Linked DNA regions of Sus scrofa: region 1 is linked to region 2. The links are chromatin contacts, called in public Hi-C maps. All regions are on one chromosome and are shown on one strand. The core of a region is the stretch at or near the end of the contact, and the rest is flanking DNA. Distances in the headings are between cores, read along the strand shown.

Region 1 (7,604 bases), core at 1,375-3,874, 290 kb after region 2:
GGAATTCTACCAACTCCATCAGGCTCTGGATATACCTGTAAAGTGACAGACATGCTTTAAATTTTAAAATTGAATAGTCAGTTACCAGTGGCTGAAAATAGATTACTTTTTTCAAATGATTTGAAATGAGAATATATTATGTTAAAACTTTTCTCCAAGACATTTGGAAAACCGTTGTCTTAGAAAAAAGAAAGCTACAACTTTAATCCTCACCTTTCTAACTTAAAATTTATGTTTCTTTTACTATCCCAGAGTAGCATTCAGTTTTGTTTCATTTGGCAAATGTCTTTTTTTTAACAGCAAAAGCATTTAAACAACTTTTACAGAAAGACTTCATGGGTTTTTTTCCTACTGTATTTACTCATAGGTGAGTAGGAGTCTTGAAATTAGCAGTAAATACTATGGTTTGAATATGTTTCCAAATGCAATAGTTTAATGAGTGTATGTATAATACTTTTATTTATTAAATCAATGGAAAAAGCTGTGCAGTCAGTGGATTAGAGTGAAGCTCTGGTGCCTATCTGCCTTAGAGCATATCCTGGCACTGTTCTCTAAAAATCTGCTCTTGGGTTATGTACTCCCTCTAAATCAGTATCCTTATTTGCAAAATGAGATACTAACTGACACTGAGTGCTGGCTGGGTGCCAGGTACTGTTCTAAGTGCTTTTTCAATTGACTAGCTCATATAATTACACTTAACTATCCCTTTCAAGCATATACTTTTTTCTCCTCAATAACAGATGGGGAAATTGAGGCATAGGTATGAGACACTTGCCAAGGAGTCCACGAAGAAGAGGCAGAGGCAAGATTTGAACCCACAGCCTGCTTTGTTCATTTGTTTGTATGTAACAAAGATTAGGCTCTCTCTAAATAGTAGTCACCTGTATCTATTTCTAGGATAGGATTCCTTTGTAATATCAAACTGTCTTATTATTTAAAGTACAAATTAATATAACCAGAAGTAAAAACTGTATTGTGAAAGTACCTACTTTTTCAGGGCAAAATATTTATAGCTTTATAATTGCCCTTATAACTCACCCTAAATTAGTAAAAATATTATTTTTATCTTTCAAAAGTATTTAATGTTCAGGCCACCTGTTGTCTAATTATGATGTTAACATATTACAAGAATTCTCACTCAGATCCCTGTCTTAAAACTAGATACTGTTTCAGAATGGTTCATCACTTACCAGCTCTTAACTAATTGCACTGAAGAGGTATTTACTAATCGATCAGGGAGGATATAAATTTCCTTCAGGATATTGGCTAGCCTCACAGGCAACTCTTGTCGCAAAAATGCAAAAGAGGTTCTTTCACATGCATTTTCTGAACCTGTAATAAAATATTATTTAGTTTTTGGGAAAATGTATAAATTATATATTTGAGTAGTATTAACTATCCAATATTGAGCACACACATAAATATATTACAAAATTATATTTCACTCTCAGTTGGGTTACTACTTATAGGTAATTCAAGAGTAAGCATCTTCTTTATTATCTTTTGTCTTTTTCTTTCTTAAAAAGTGACCAAATATGACAAATATTATTTTTTCTTTTTGACAAAGATTCTCTTTTCATAATACCCCCCAATATGAATCTTAGTATTCATAAAAGAGTGCAGGATTCAATCAAATGATGATGTCAAGGAGACATCATTTATATAGTCTTAGATGAAACTGGAGTGAGGGGATAAGGGGAGGGGTGGGAATCCTGATGTTTCCAGACTGGCGATAAATAATACCACATTTAAATCCTTGAAATTTTCTTTATGAGATTTCTGCAGAAAGTTTGTAAATATTTGCAGCAGTAATGCAAATATATGGATGGTAAAGAGACAAATTTGTTAGGAATGCAGCGAGATGAACCCTGTGGAGGGATGAAGGGTGGCTCAAGGCTAAAAATCTCAATTAATCTGAGGCTAGTTTATAATATTAGGAATCTTCTTCAAGATGTAGTATGCCCTGAAGAAGGGTATAAAGTTGTTAAATGGTGACTGAAAGCAAAAAGTATTTTGACTGAAAATTTTGTACAGTAAGAGAAAAAGATGAGCTCAAACCATCCAGCATGTCAGGCTGCAAGTGGCCTTGGCCTGCAGGCACTGTCAGAAAGAAAGCAAATCTAACAAAAGGCAAAGTGTACTAGTGTTGAGGTTCCAGGGTTTAATAGGAAAGTATACCCCAGGTGTTTTATGTAATGGACCCAGCCCTCCCTACACAAGGTCTGAAAGTTTAAGGCAGCTTCCAAGTCCCTGCACCCCAAGCTGGGCCTTATGTCCCCACTCACCGAAGTCCAGCAGCTGCTTTATGGACAGCGGGGATGGGCTGTAGCGCGAGAAATGCTCGACCTCTCGGGGAACCAGGGAGCCAGCGCTGCGCATCACAAAGCGAGCCGCTTTCATCCTGATGCCTGTTCCAGACTGGAGCTGAGGCTGGTTGGAGGGGTGAAGGCTGCCAGAAGCAGGACCTAGGACCTTGTAGGGCGCGGGAGGGGCACGTCCCTGCGGAGAGAACAGGTGGGGTGGTGCTCCCAGACCTAGGCTGAGGTTCCGGGGTGCTTCTTGGTGGAGGAATGAGGCACTGAGTCGTAGGAGCAGTAGGTAGCCTGAGACTCAGATTGGTGTCCTGTCACCACCCGCGCCTCCCAAGGTTTTATTTGTTCCCCTGCACGCCGCCCCCCCCCCCAACTCCAAAGGGGAGGAGTCACTGGGACTAGGAGAAGCTTCCTGAACTTAGGTCCAGGCCACTCAGCTCCGATAAAGAACTTTGGGCCCCGCCCCACGGACGCGGAGGCTTTGTGCTGGAGGCTGTAAGGGATAAAGGGGTGGGAGGAAGTCGACCTCAGGAGGTGAATAGAATTAAGATCCGCAGTTTGGAGGAGGACTCCGGATAGCGTGGGCGGGGCAGTGGGGGCGGGGCGGCCCAAGCTTGTCCTTGTTTACCAGTGAGAAGCTGTGACAGTGTCACGCATTCTTGGCCAGAAACTATTTCCAAGAATCTGGGCTCCAGAATCTCATTGGTCGTTGCTAAGAGCGCGGCTTTTACAGTAGCTAATCAGCTGTGTCTAAAAGTATGGGATTCTCTGCTGTTGGACAGCGAAAATATTCCATTCCTGGATAGTACACGTTGTAAGGAACTGGAAGTTCCTTTTGCAGACTTGAGGCGCAGCCCAAAGTACGTTTACTTTCTTGTGGTGACAAAACATTAATTTGTTTATTCCCAGTAATACATTCTCTCCATTAGGTTTAACAGTTAATTAAAAACAAAATTAAAAAGGGATTAATTCGTCAGTTTGACTCACTTTTTTCCCCTCCCATCAGAGAATTTGCTCCCTCTTTCTTCCTGTGTGAAATGTACTTAATCCAAACCTTTGCCGAAGACATTCTTTCCCACCCGTAAATGTCCAGCACAAACTCTATGCTGCAAGATATCTTCCTAATTGCCTCTCCCCGCTCCTTCTTCCGAATATGGCTTTTGTCACTTATGACATTAGTTGTAGCTATTTATGTTCTTATTTTGTCCCTCTCCCTGAAAGAGATCAGGTTTGGAACCATGTCTGGTATATCTTTCGGATTGCTTACTCTCTTTGTTGCTACCCAGGCTTAAACAGTTGCAAAAATTTGGGGAAAATTCCACATTGCCTTTCCAATTGATGTATAGTTGATTTTACAATGTTGTGTTAGTTTCAGGTGTCAGCACAGTGATTCAGGGATGTGTGTGTGCTGTTTCAGATTCTTTTCCCTTCTAGGTTATTGCAAAATACTGATTATAGTTCCCTGTGCTATATAGTAGATCCTTGTTGGTTATGTATTTTACGCATAATAGTGTGTATGTTAATCCCAACCACCTAATTTATCCCTCTTCCCCCGTTTCCCCTTTTATAACCATAAGTTTGTTTTCTATATCTGTGGATCTATCATGTTTTGTCAATAAATTCATTTATATATATTTTAGACTCCACATATAAGTTATATAAGATATTTGTCTTTGGTTTACTTCACTTAATATGATAGTCTCTAGGTCCATCTATGTTGCTGCAAGTGTTATTATTTCATTCTTTTTTTTTTTTTTTTTAATGGTCACACCTGCAGCATATGGAGGTTCCCAGGCAAGGGACTGAATACGAACCACAGTTGTCGCTTATACCACAATTGGAACACCTGATCTTTTTTTTTTTTTTTTTTTTTTGTCTTTTTTTTGTCTTTTTGCCATTTTCTTGGGCTGCTCTCGTGGCATATGGAGGTTCCCAAGCTAGGGGTCAAATCGGAGCTGTAGCTGCCGGCTTATGCCAGAGCCACAGCAACACGGCATCTGAACCGTGTCTGCGACCTACACCACAATGCCGGATCGGATCGTTAACCCACTGAGCAAGGCCAGGGATCAAACCTGCAACCTCATGGTTCCTAGTTGGATTTGTTAACCACTGTGCCACAATGGGAACTCCATCACCTGGTCTTTTAATCCACTTTGCCGGGATGGGGATCAAACCCGAACCTCTGCAGTAACCCAGGCTGCTGGAGTCAGATTCTTAATCCACTGTGTCATGGCAGGAACGCCATTCTTTTTTATAGCTGAGATATAGATAGCACATTCTCTTTATCTATTCCTCTTTCGATGAACATTTAGGTTACTTCCATATCTCACCTATTGCATGTAGTACTGCAGTGAACATTGAGGTGAATGTGTCTTTTCAAATTTTGGTTTTCTCTGGATATATGCCCTGGAGCAGGATTGCAGGATCATATGGTGGTTCTATTTTTAGTTTTTTAAAAAACCTCCATATTGTTTTCTATAATGGTTATACCAATTTACATTCCCATTCCCACCAATGGTGTAGGAGAGTTCCTTTTTTTTTTTTTTTTTTTTTTTTTTGGAGATAGGTTTTGATACCCCTATGATTTGTCTTTGTGTATTCTGAAGCCTTTTTTTTAAAAAAACATACTTGCATAGCTTCATGCCACAACAACAAAAATGTGTTCAGGAAGTCAAAAGACTAAATAAAAGTCTCTTTGATGAAGCAAGTAAATTTTAGGTAAAAATTCCTTCCTTTTTCTGTATTACCTCTCTAGAATAGAAGTAAAGGAAAAGTATACATGGGCTTTTCTTACACTGTGTGTGGGATCTGGAATAGGCAAAAATACATATTATAAAGAATTCTACTCAGTCTGCAGAGGAAAGGCAGTGGAAATGATGCATTATAAGTAGATTTAATTTAGGAAAGCCCCATTGAGTGCTTAGCCTGCTTACCCACACTACTCCCATATGTGTGGTGGGGTGACAATCAGGTGAAGTCATATGATGTTCACAAAGATGGCTAAGGACTAAATGTAAACTGAGGTCACCAAACTTTTGTGTGTCATCCCATCCAATAATATTTACCAGGTTACTCACACAGTGCATTACATTCTTCTCTGTCATTTCTCTATGACGAGAACTGTTGTTATGACTGGCAACATTTATGGTAACTGAGCTGAAATAGCCAGATCAGGTTTTGTACCCAGTTGGCTAAGATGTTGTGTGCTTCCATGATTAGAATGTGACTTGGAAAGAAGAGTTGCACTTCTCAGACTGACCTCAGTAGTTGGAGGTGATTTTGCTATAAAAGTAAAGCCAAGGGAATTGTTTGGGGAACATGGGTATGGACAAATCTACACATTCATCTGAGTAAAAATAAACCATGAGAGTACTATCAACTGATTTGGTGTTAATGGGCAGAGAAGAATATCAAAGCTTGTACCCTGTGCTGAACCCAGGCTCCCTGCTTGAGGCATCTGATCCCTGAGATTTTTGGGAGCATACTTGCCTAGCATCAGATGAGTTCTATCCAGCCTGGGAAAATCTAATAATATAGGGCCTGGTAGAGCTTCAGGATTGCGAATCCCACTTTTGCTAAAGGGCTGGGCATGTCCAATTTAACAAAATGCATCAAGACTCTAGAGAGAAGCCCATTCATCTTTTCCACTTTTAGAAGCATATTCTAAGGAAGCAATTAAATAAGACTTCAAAAGTCGAGATGGAGAGATGAACAGATTTGGCTACAGAATATTTAATGTTAAAAAATGAACAGCAGACTTGGAGATGTTTTTTAAATATATAAGAGACAAATGATTACTTTAGAAATGACTGTTTCAACAAGGAACAACATAGTCATGATATGTTCCTTCCTGGAAATTATAAACTTGTGGGAGAAACAGGCATTACAAAAGCAAATTGACAACAGAGCTATGAAGAAAATTCACATAAAGAATATAATGGGAAGGAACTGCCTTAGATTTGGTGGGCAAGGAAGGTCGATCTGAGAAGGCAACACTTATAGGAGATGGAACAGCCTTCCATTAGGAATATTGGTGAAGAGATTGAGGAAAATAACACCTAATCACTATTTGGTCTATGATGTTTCCTATAACTGGTGTTTTTAGAGGATATTAGGTACCAGAAGCAGGACTAGATACGTGGATCAAAAAATTTTTCTCTCAAGTGTCTCAGACTAATAATGGGAGATAGAAAACTAATGGTCAATTTATGGTAAAAAAAAATGATGGGACTTTTATTTAATTCTCAGAGCAAAAAAATATATAATTAATGCATTAAAAAGCAGTTCATAAAAGGGATTCAATTAGTGTTATCACGGTGGTGGTGATAGTAACAGTGCCACGTGGTGCTGATGTTAGTGGTTCTCAGGGGTGTTTGGATGAAGAACTGCATTGGAGATCAGGGAATACTTTCTCTGAGTATTGGCTTTGAGGGTAACCTTGGAAGGATGAGGAAGATTTGGGCAAATTATCGGTAGACAACAGGGAAGAATGTCTAAACCTGAGAAAAAGCAGAGGTACAAGCTAGGGATACAGTGGAGAAATAATGACTAGTTTAATTCGGCTGATGTTTAGAGTTACCCAAAGGGGGAGAAAATGGAAGAATGGGTTATATCTTGAAAGCCTTAAATGCTGGTATGGGGACTTTGAGATTCCTGGACTAGACAACTTCGAACTGTTAAAGCCAAAGGCAGTGTGGTCCCTGCTCAAATTTGTTAGCAGCTAAACAATTCAATGCAACTAAACTTCACTGAGCAGCCATTATGGTAGGTGTTGGGGACATAAAGATGAAAAAGGCATAGTCCCTTCAAGTATGGGAGAAAGACATGTAAATAATCTAAAGAAAAAGTAGTATGATGCATATAAGGTATGTGCTGGGGTTGAGGGAGAGCAAGCAGTCAACTAAGACTTCCTTGGAGTGGGTGACAGGTCTAAGTTATAAAGGTAGAATAGAAGTTTACTGGCAGACCAAGAGGAAATGTGTTGGGGTAATGGGGAGAGGAAATGAAAGGAGCCATTTTCTTGATAAAACCTCTAGACTTTGTCAAATCAAAAAAGGAAGAATAAAAAAGTTACATGGTGTCCTAAGCCTGTGCTGCTAGGAGGAGGTGATTTCAACAAGAGAAGCAAGAATTCAAAAGGCTTAGGAGGAAAGGATAGGTCAGCTGGCCAGGGGAACACAAATGATGACTTCAAGAACAGTTCGAGTTAATGAGAAACTGCTGGGGAAACAGTCATGGCTGTAATTATTGGTGAAGGGAAGATGGGAACTCAAAGGCTAAGCCATTGCTGAG
Region 2 (7,127 bases), core at 2,070-4,569:
TAGAACGTGTCCTCCTCCGTCTCAGAAGGCTAGAGTCCTCTGGATGTTGCAGGGGTTGGTTAGTTTCTACAGGTTGTGTATTTCATAGTGCCAGTATTATTCCAACTATTTCAAGAAGGGGAGGAGTTCCCTTCCTGGCCCAGCTGAAAGGAATCTGACTAGTATCCATGAGGATGCAGGTTCTATCCCTGGCCTTGCTCAGTGGGTTAAGGATCCTGCATTGCTGTGAGCTGTGATGTGAGGAAGTGGCTCAGACCCCACGTTGCTGTGGCGGTAGTGTAGATCAGCGACTACAGCTGAGATTCCACCCCTAGCCTGGGAATTTCTGTATGCCACGGGTGTGTGGCTGTAAAAAGACAAAAAAAAAAAAAAAAGAAAGAAAAGAAAAAAAAAAAGAGGAGGGGATATCCAGGAATTGGGTCACTGCTCACTTTTTGGCCTTTTATGGTCAGCCTGAGAACTGTCATGGTGCCTGAGGGCTGTGGTTTAGCATGCTGATGTAGTACAATGAGATGAGGCTCAAGGTCTACTGGAAATCGAATCTTCCACCTTCTTGAGCCTAATGAGTTCTAACCAGTTTTTGTTACATCCTCAAGGCTTTGTCGCTCTTTTAAAGGTTGTGTCCTGCCCTCTTCCTTTTAGAATTGTGCATACAAATCCGCTGAAGAGCTTGTGAAATAATGCTGATTCTGATTCAATAGTGTGGGGTGGGGCCAGAGATCGTGCGAATCCTAGGACCTCCAGGTGATGCTCAGGCATCTGGTCCACAGTTCTTTTGAGTAGCAAGGTTTTAGAGCCCTTCAAACAGTGGGTGTGATTTCCTTTGCTCCCTCTATCTGGTCTGCTTATAGGCAGCCCATCCGCCATCTCCATAACCACCCATCCTTCTAGCCCTGCACTGCTCCTCCTGTCACAGCTGTTTTAGCCCTCTTTTTAATTCAAAAACCAGAGGTCCCCCAAACTCCCACTTTCCTTTTTCCTTCTCAGTCATCAGATTATAACCAGAAGTTCAAGGCCTGAGAAGCTCCCTCCCCATTTGCCGGATCCAAGTGCTGAAAGTAAAACAGTTAAGTTCTTACTTACACACCAGACTGGGTCTTCCCACTGCAGCATCCCCATGGCAGAGAGGCTCCTACAGGCATCTCATCCACAAAAGGAAAACATGGGCAAACCTAACAGGGGGACTCACAGAGACTGACATTATGTTAAACTATGACCATAGTGTGCATTGGTCCCTTGAGACAAATCAGAATCAGGGTTGGGGCCCAGAAACCAAGGCCAAGTTCCCCCTGCCGCCAAGTCCAGGCCTCAACTTTTTCAGTTGAAAATCATGTTTTAGTGCAAGTCAATGGTATGGAATAAATTGTCTCAAACTGTATCCTGGAGAGTTATACAGGACTTTATAGATGGTATCTAAAAACAAGAGTAAAGAAGGTAGATAAATAAGTCTGTGAAATGACAAAGTAAAATCTTTTTTTGTTTGTTTTGTTATGAAGGAGTTTTCAAAGCTTTCGGTATGCCAGAATGCATTGCTGCTCTCTAAAAAAAGGTGATAATAGATATCTCCCAAATGTATTTGTTCAAGGAGCCTCTTTTTTATGGAGCGAGTCTTGTGATGTGTTCCAAGGAACAAATGTGGGGAGATATTAATATTGGATCAGATAAGCTCTAAGACCTGATGTTGAGAGAGAAACGTTTTAGGGTGGTCACGGTAAAGCTATACTTTTACACAAAAGCATACACAAAATGCTTACAGACGCCATCCTTAGAGTAAATTAAGGAAGATAAACCAGAAAGATAGATTCTCACTCCTTCCTAGCAGATCTGTAACCCTTTAGAGGACATCTGTGGTCGGGGGGGGAGGATTGAAAAATATGGGCAGAACAAACCTAGGGAGAATCAAAAAGAGAAAGCCTAGAAGGGGTGTCAGACATTTATATCTCATTTATTTTCATTATAGGTAATACCACAATGAACACAAATATATATATATAAAATATGATATATTTATATACATTACTATTTTATGTATGTACATAATACATGATATATTCTCATTTGGCAACGAATAGTACTATGATCAATGAAAATCCACATATGGTAATTTTACATGATTAAAAACCCCAAATCACTCTTTCTTACGTTTTTCTAACAGTTTGTGATTCCAAAAATAACCAACCATTAGAAGAAAAAACCCCAATAGTTATAAAACTTACTCTGAATTTAAGTTTCTTAGCAGTCCATAGGGTCATATGATTTTTTTCTAAAAACCCAAATGTTCAGTTTGATTTTTAGTAATGTTTTACTTCAAAGTAAATAACAACAGGGTATTACTGATTAAGCCTTAGGGATTAAGATGATCTCTAGACTTTGAACCCTTAAAAAAGTTACTGTGAAACTCCTGATATAGTCTTAAAAACATTTTTTTCCCCTTGTGAGTACTTGAAGGTTTATAAAATACTTTAAGGAAAGCAGGGCACTAACATTTATTGAATAGTCACTATATCCAGGCACAGTGTTAGATGCTTCTGATACAAGGTTTATTGAAGCAGCTAATAATTTAGAAATATAAAGTCATTTGTTTAAGATCCCACAGTGGGAGGGATGTAGCAAGAGCCCAGGAGGTCAAATGCCAATGCTGGTGTTCTCTCCCCTTGGCCCCACCCAGCCCCCACTGGAGCAGGTGGCCCATTCTTTCCTACCTGCTTCTCCCCACACGAGTTTTCTGTCTCTCTTAACAGTGCGGCCTCAAAATTGAGAATGTCCAGGCAGCCAAGGCAGGAACTCCTTCTCTAACTCACACAATATCATGCCTCCCGCCCCCTGCCACTCTGGTTATCTGTTTTGAAGCAAAAGTTGAGAAGTGAATCTAGCCAAGATACACCTATATTCATGAAAAATTGTGTGTGCCAACAGCTTGGCCGCTCACACCCATGAGTCTTTTTAACCTCTCTCCCAGGCGGAGAGCAAGGGTATGCTTCCAGGTGGCTGGGGAAAGTGGGCTATTTATGAAATTGCTGTGGCAGATAAGGCCAGCACTCGCCTGAAGATTTTCTGAGAGCCTGGAACCTGCTTGGGAATCAGGGGAGCCTCCTGGGCCAGGCTAGAGGGTGGGACAGATAGGACCATGCAGCAGCCCTCGGCACAACCCAACTTACAGATAAGAAGACCGATGATCCCTGAAGAGTGCTAGCCCCAGCCCCAAGAGGGTGAGCACCATCAGCTTCGCCATGGTCCGACAGACCTTGGAAGAATGGACAGACAGATGCACCCAAGATAGGAGATGTACCAGAGACTTTTCCTGCCTGCAGCCTCAGGCTGCCCAAGGTTGGTCCCACCCCTCCCCGTCGGGCTGCTCACCCCGCCCCCTGCACCTCAGGCTTGAGGTCAGCGCTGAGACACTTTAAAGAGAGGAGACTGAGAACGAGCTGCCTAGACTGAGTGAAAAGGGGGGTAAAACAAGCAGATTAGAGGAAATAGCTGTGGGAAAGGAGAGACGAGCTTTGAGGAGCGCTCACTTTGTGCTAACAAGCTTCTAATCCTGGTGGCTCAGAAGGGTTCAGTAACTTGATCACCGTGACTCAGTCTGGAAACGCACAGAAGGAAGAGAGGGCTGTGCTTGAGCCCTCTAAGCCCTACTGAGCAAAGCAGAGTAGGAGGTGCCTCCACATACCCATCTCTGCCTTCTCTCCTGTTACCATGAGTGAGGTGTTTCCTGCTTCACTAAAGGCCAGCTCTTCTTTTTACTCTGGGCCCCCTTTTTTTCTTTTCTTCAGGATTTTGGTCCCAGTTACAATTTCTCTCTCCTACAACATCCACCTCTTCCTCTTTTCTGGAGTATTGCCGTCAAATACCCCCATGCTTTAGTGTCACTCCTCATAGTTTTCTGGGTTAAAATGCTCTTTGATCTCACATTCTAACTACTTACTGTTCTCTTTCTCTGCTCCTCTGTTAAAAAAAAATCTCTTTGGAATACTTGTCAACAGTTGTTGCTTCCATCTTAGTAACTCTTGTAACAGATAAATGATGGCTACAAATTCTTTGACATTGTTCCTGTTGAAAAGTGGGACACAGGTTCTCTCCCGTGAAGTTGAAGCTGTCTCTGTGAATGCCTTAATTGAGTAATGCAGTTGTGCTATTCAAGTTTGCAAATCATTCTCAGATTGTAACTGCTTTGGGCACAGATCACCACTTCCTTCTTTTTAAATCCTTTCCTGTCTTAGATTCATGATTCTACCCTCTCCCAGTCTTTCTCCAGCTTTCTTGGTCTTCTTTGCAGGATTCTCCTGTCACTGATCTCAACATGATGAAGCCCTTGGATAGTTCTCATTCCAGTGGGTTTCCATACCATCAGTGCGCTGGTGCTTCCAAAATGTCCATACCTAGCTCAGGCCTCTTATGGTGGCTCTAAAAGATCATCCTGGAAATGTCTACTTAAAGTGGCGTAAGCCACATCCAGAAACATCCTCACATTTTTTCTTCTGTCACTTATTGTTTCTGAAATCAACTTGTTGATTTATTTATACAATCATGCTCTGTTGTGGCCTAATGAAATGTAAGCTTTTTGTGGTCAGGGTTTTTGCCTTTTCCCCACTGCGATCCCAGGGCGTAGAAGAGAGGCTGGCAAAAAGTGATCCCTTATTAGACATTTAATGACTGGCTGGTGAGTGCTCACTTTCTGCTAACTGGCTGCCTAGTTGACACTCCCACTGGAGAGTCTAATATATTCTTCAAAATATCTCCAAAGCAGAACTGTTGATTCCCTCACATCAACATGTTGTATCCTCTAAGCCCTCCACACTTCAATAAATGGGACCACTGCTATCTAGTCACTCAGACCCCAAGTCTAGACATTTTTGTTCACCCATCTCTTTCTCTCCCACCTTCTTGAACCAAACATATGAGTCATAGGCTCTACTGCTGTATTAATTGGCTACTGCTGCACAATAAATTGCATAAAAATATACCAATTAAGAGCAACAGACATTCATTATGTCAGAATTTCTATGGGTCAGGTATGTGGGAATAACATTGCTGGCTACTCTGACCCAAGGTCTCTCATGAGTTGGAAGCTGAACTGACAGAGTTGCTGTGATGGTTAATTTCATGTGTCAACATGTCTGGGCAAAGGGATGCCCAGATAGCTGGTAAAACATCTTTCATAGGTGTGTCTGCAACAGTGATTCCAGGAGAGATTAGTGTTTGAATCAGTAGAGGAGATCCAGTCTCATCACTGTGGGCCATGCATCTTCCAGTCTGTTGAGGGCTTGAATAGAACAACAAGGTGGAGAAAGAATGACTTCTCTCTTTCTCTTTACTTGAGCTGGGACATCCATCTTCTCCTGCCCTTGGATATAGAACCAGAGTCCTGGTTCTCAGGCCTTCAGACTCTGAGACTTAACCCAGTGGCCACTCATTTCTCAGGCCTTCAGGCTAGACTGAATTATACTGCTGGCTTTCCTGGTTCTCCAGCTTGCAGATAGCCTATTATGGCATATATTAACCTCCATAATCCTGTGAGCCAATTCCCATAATAAATCTCTTCCATATATCTATCTACCTACCTGTCTACCTGTCTATCTGTGTCTGTCTGTCTGTCTGTCTATCTGTCCTATACTCTCAGTTCTGTTTCTCTGGGAGAACCCTGACTAGTACAGCTGTAGTCTCAGCTGAGGGCTCTGCTGGAATGGAGTGGAGGAGGTGAGATCATCTTCTTGTCAGGCTACAGTCCCTTGATTCATGGATCTCTCCACAGAGCAGCAGCGTAAGGTAAGAGCAAGAGTATGCCTCTCAGATAGAAGCCACAGTCTGTTAATAACCCACCTACAGAAGTGACATCCCTTCATGTCTGCCCTAGACTTTTTGCTAGAAGCCAACAACTAGGCAGAATTAAGCTCCACCTTTGGTCTTTAAAACCCACAACTTCCAAATAAATCTTGAATTAGCCCACTTCTCTCCATTTCCACTGCTGTCACCCTGAACCAGGCTACTGTTTGCTCAGACAACCTCTTTACTCTTGTCTCTCTAAGCCCCTGATTCATTCTCCTCACTTAAGGTAGAGTAATTTTTTTTTAAATTGCAAATCAGATCAGGATCTGATAATGATCTGATCAAATCAGATCAGATCATTTTCCTACTTGAAGTCCTCACTATCATTTTACTTTCTCATCAAGGTCTAAAAGGCTCACAAAATCTGGCCTTGTGCCTATCATCTGACCTAATTTCTTGTCTTTCACTCATGTATGGTCCAGCAACATTAGCCTTCTTATAAATCTATAAACATGCCAAGTTTATTGCACATTATTCTTGCCTTTGCTAGTCTTTGGTTAGAATGCTCTTCCCATTCCTTTACCTGCTCCCTGACTGCTCCTTGAGTTTCTCTTTTTTATCAGTCAGATCTTAGCTGAAAGGTCACTTCTCCTGAGAGGGCTTTTCCAATGTTACTGTCTATAGGAGGTCCCCCTTTCATCCTCTGCCCACCACCAGTCACTAAGACCCAAGAGCTGATAGGAAATGGTAGCCCCAGCACAGAGTTACTGGTTGTTAGAGTAATGATATCTTTCTGTACTTGTGGGTAAATGACCAGGGCCAGACTTTAAGAATCCTTGTCTAAAAGAAAAGTGAAAACTCTTGATTAAATAGTGATGTCCAATGGGCTACCAGTTAGTTTGAAATGGTCTCCTCTCTGTGGACCTCTCCCTCTGGGCCTCTGCACCTACAGTTTTGTCAAAACACTTCCCCCCATAACCTCTCTATTCCATTGTTGGTGTGACCACATCCCACTTGTTCTTTGAGGCATCAGTTTGGAACTTACTTCAGCTAGTCTTTCTTGACCCCTAAATCTTAACTACACTTCTCATACACACCATGCTTCTTCTTTATTATTCTTACCACCTTGTATGATTAGTACCTTTTTACTTTTTTTTCCCTTAAACTATGAACCTATATAACAATGCTTTTTTATTGTCATGGTCCTGATGCCTGGTAGAGCACCTAACCCAGGCTAGATGCTCAATATATATTGTAGAATAAATGAATGAATGAATGTCTGACAATCATTAAATATGAGCACCTAGGAGATTTTAATATGCCATATTTTACTGACTTTAAATGCCATCAGAGTTAAA

The links. A called contact is a pair of places that touch in the nucleus more often than the background predicts.
Region 1: a contact with region 2 is called in a Hi-C map of liver, with 1.6 times the contacts expected there. The contact joins the promoter of PDK4 here to the promoter of PON1 in region 2. A contact is called at or near these places in 2 of 47 Hi-C or Micro-C datasets (liver and skeletal muscle) and 1 of 2 datasets of contacts at active chromatin or transcription factors (alveolar macrophages).

Annotation. Positions count from the first base shown.
Region 1 is chr9:75,257,510-75,265,113 of Sscrofa11.1, forward strand. PDK4 (pyruvate dehydrogenase kinase 4) reads right to left here and starts at 2,625. Exons shown (of 11, transcript NM_001159306.1): 1 at 2,286-2,625; 2 at 1,191-1,332; 3 at 1-35. The coding sequence starts at 2,400. All of the region lies in intron 3 of ASB4 (ankyrin repeat and SOCS box protein 4), which reads left to right. All of the region lies in intron 2 of LOC106504960 (a long non-coding RNA gene), which reads left to right.
Region 2 is chr9:74,971,389-74,978,515 of Sscrofa11.1, forward strand. It overlaps PON1 (paraoxonase 1), which reads right to left and starts at 3,320. Exons shown (of 9, transcript NM_001097515.2): 1 at 3,159-3,320. The coding sequence starts at 3,232.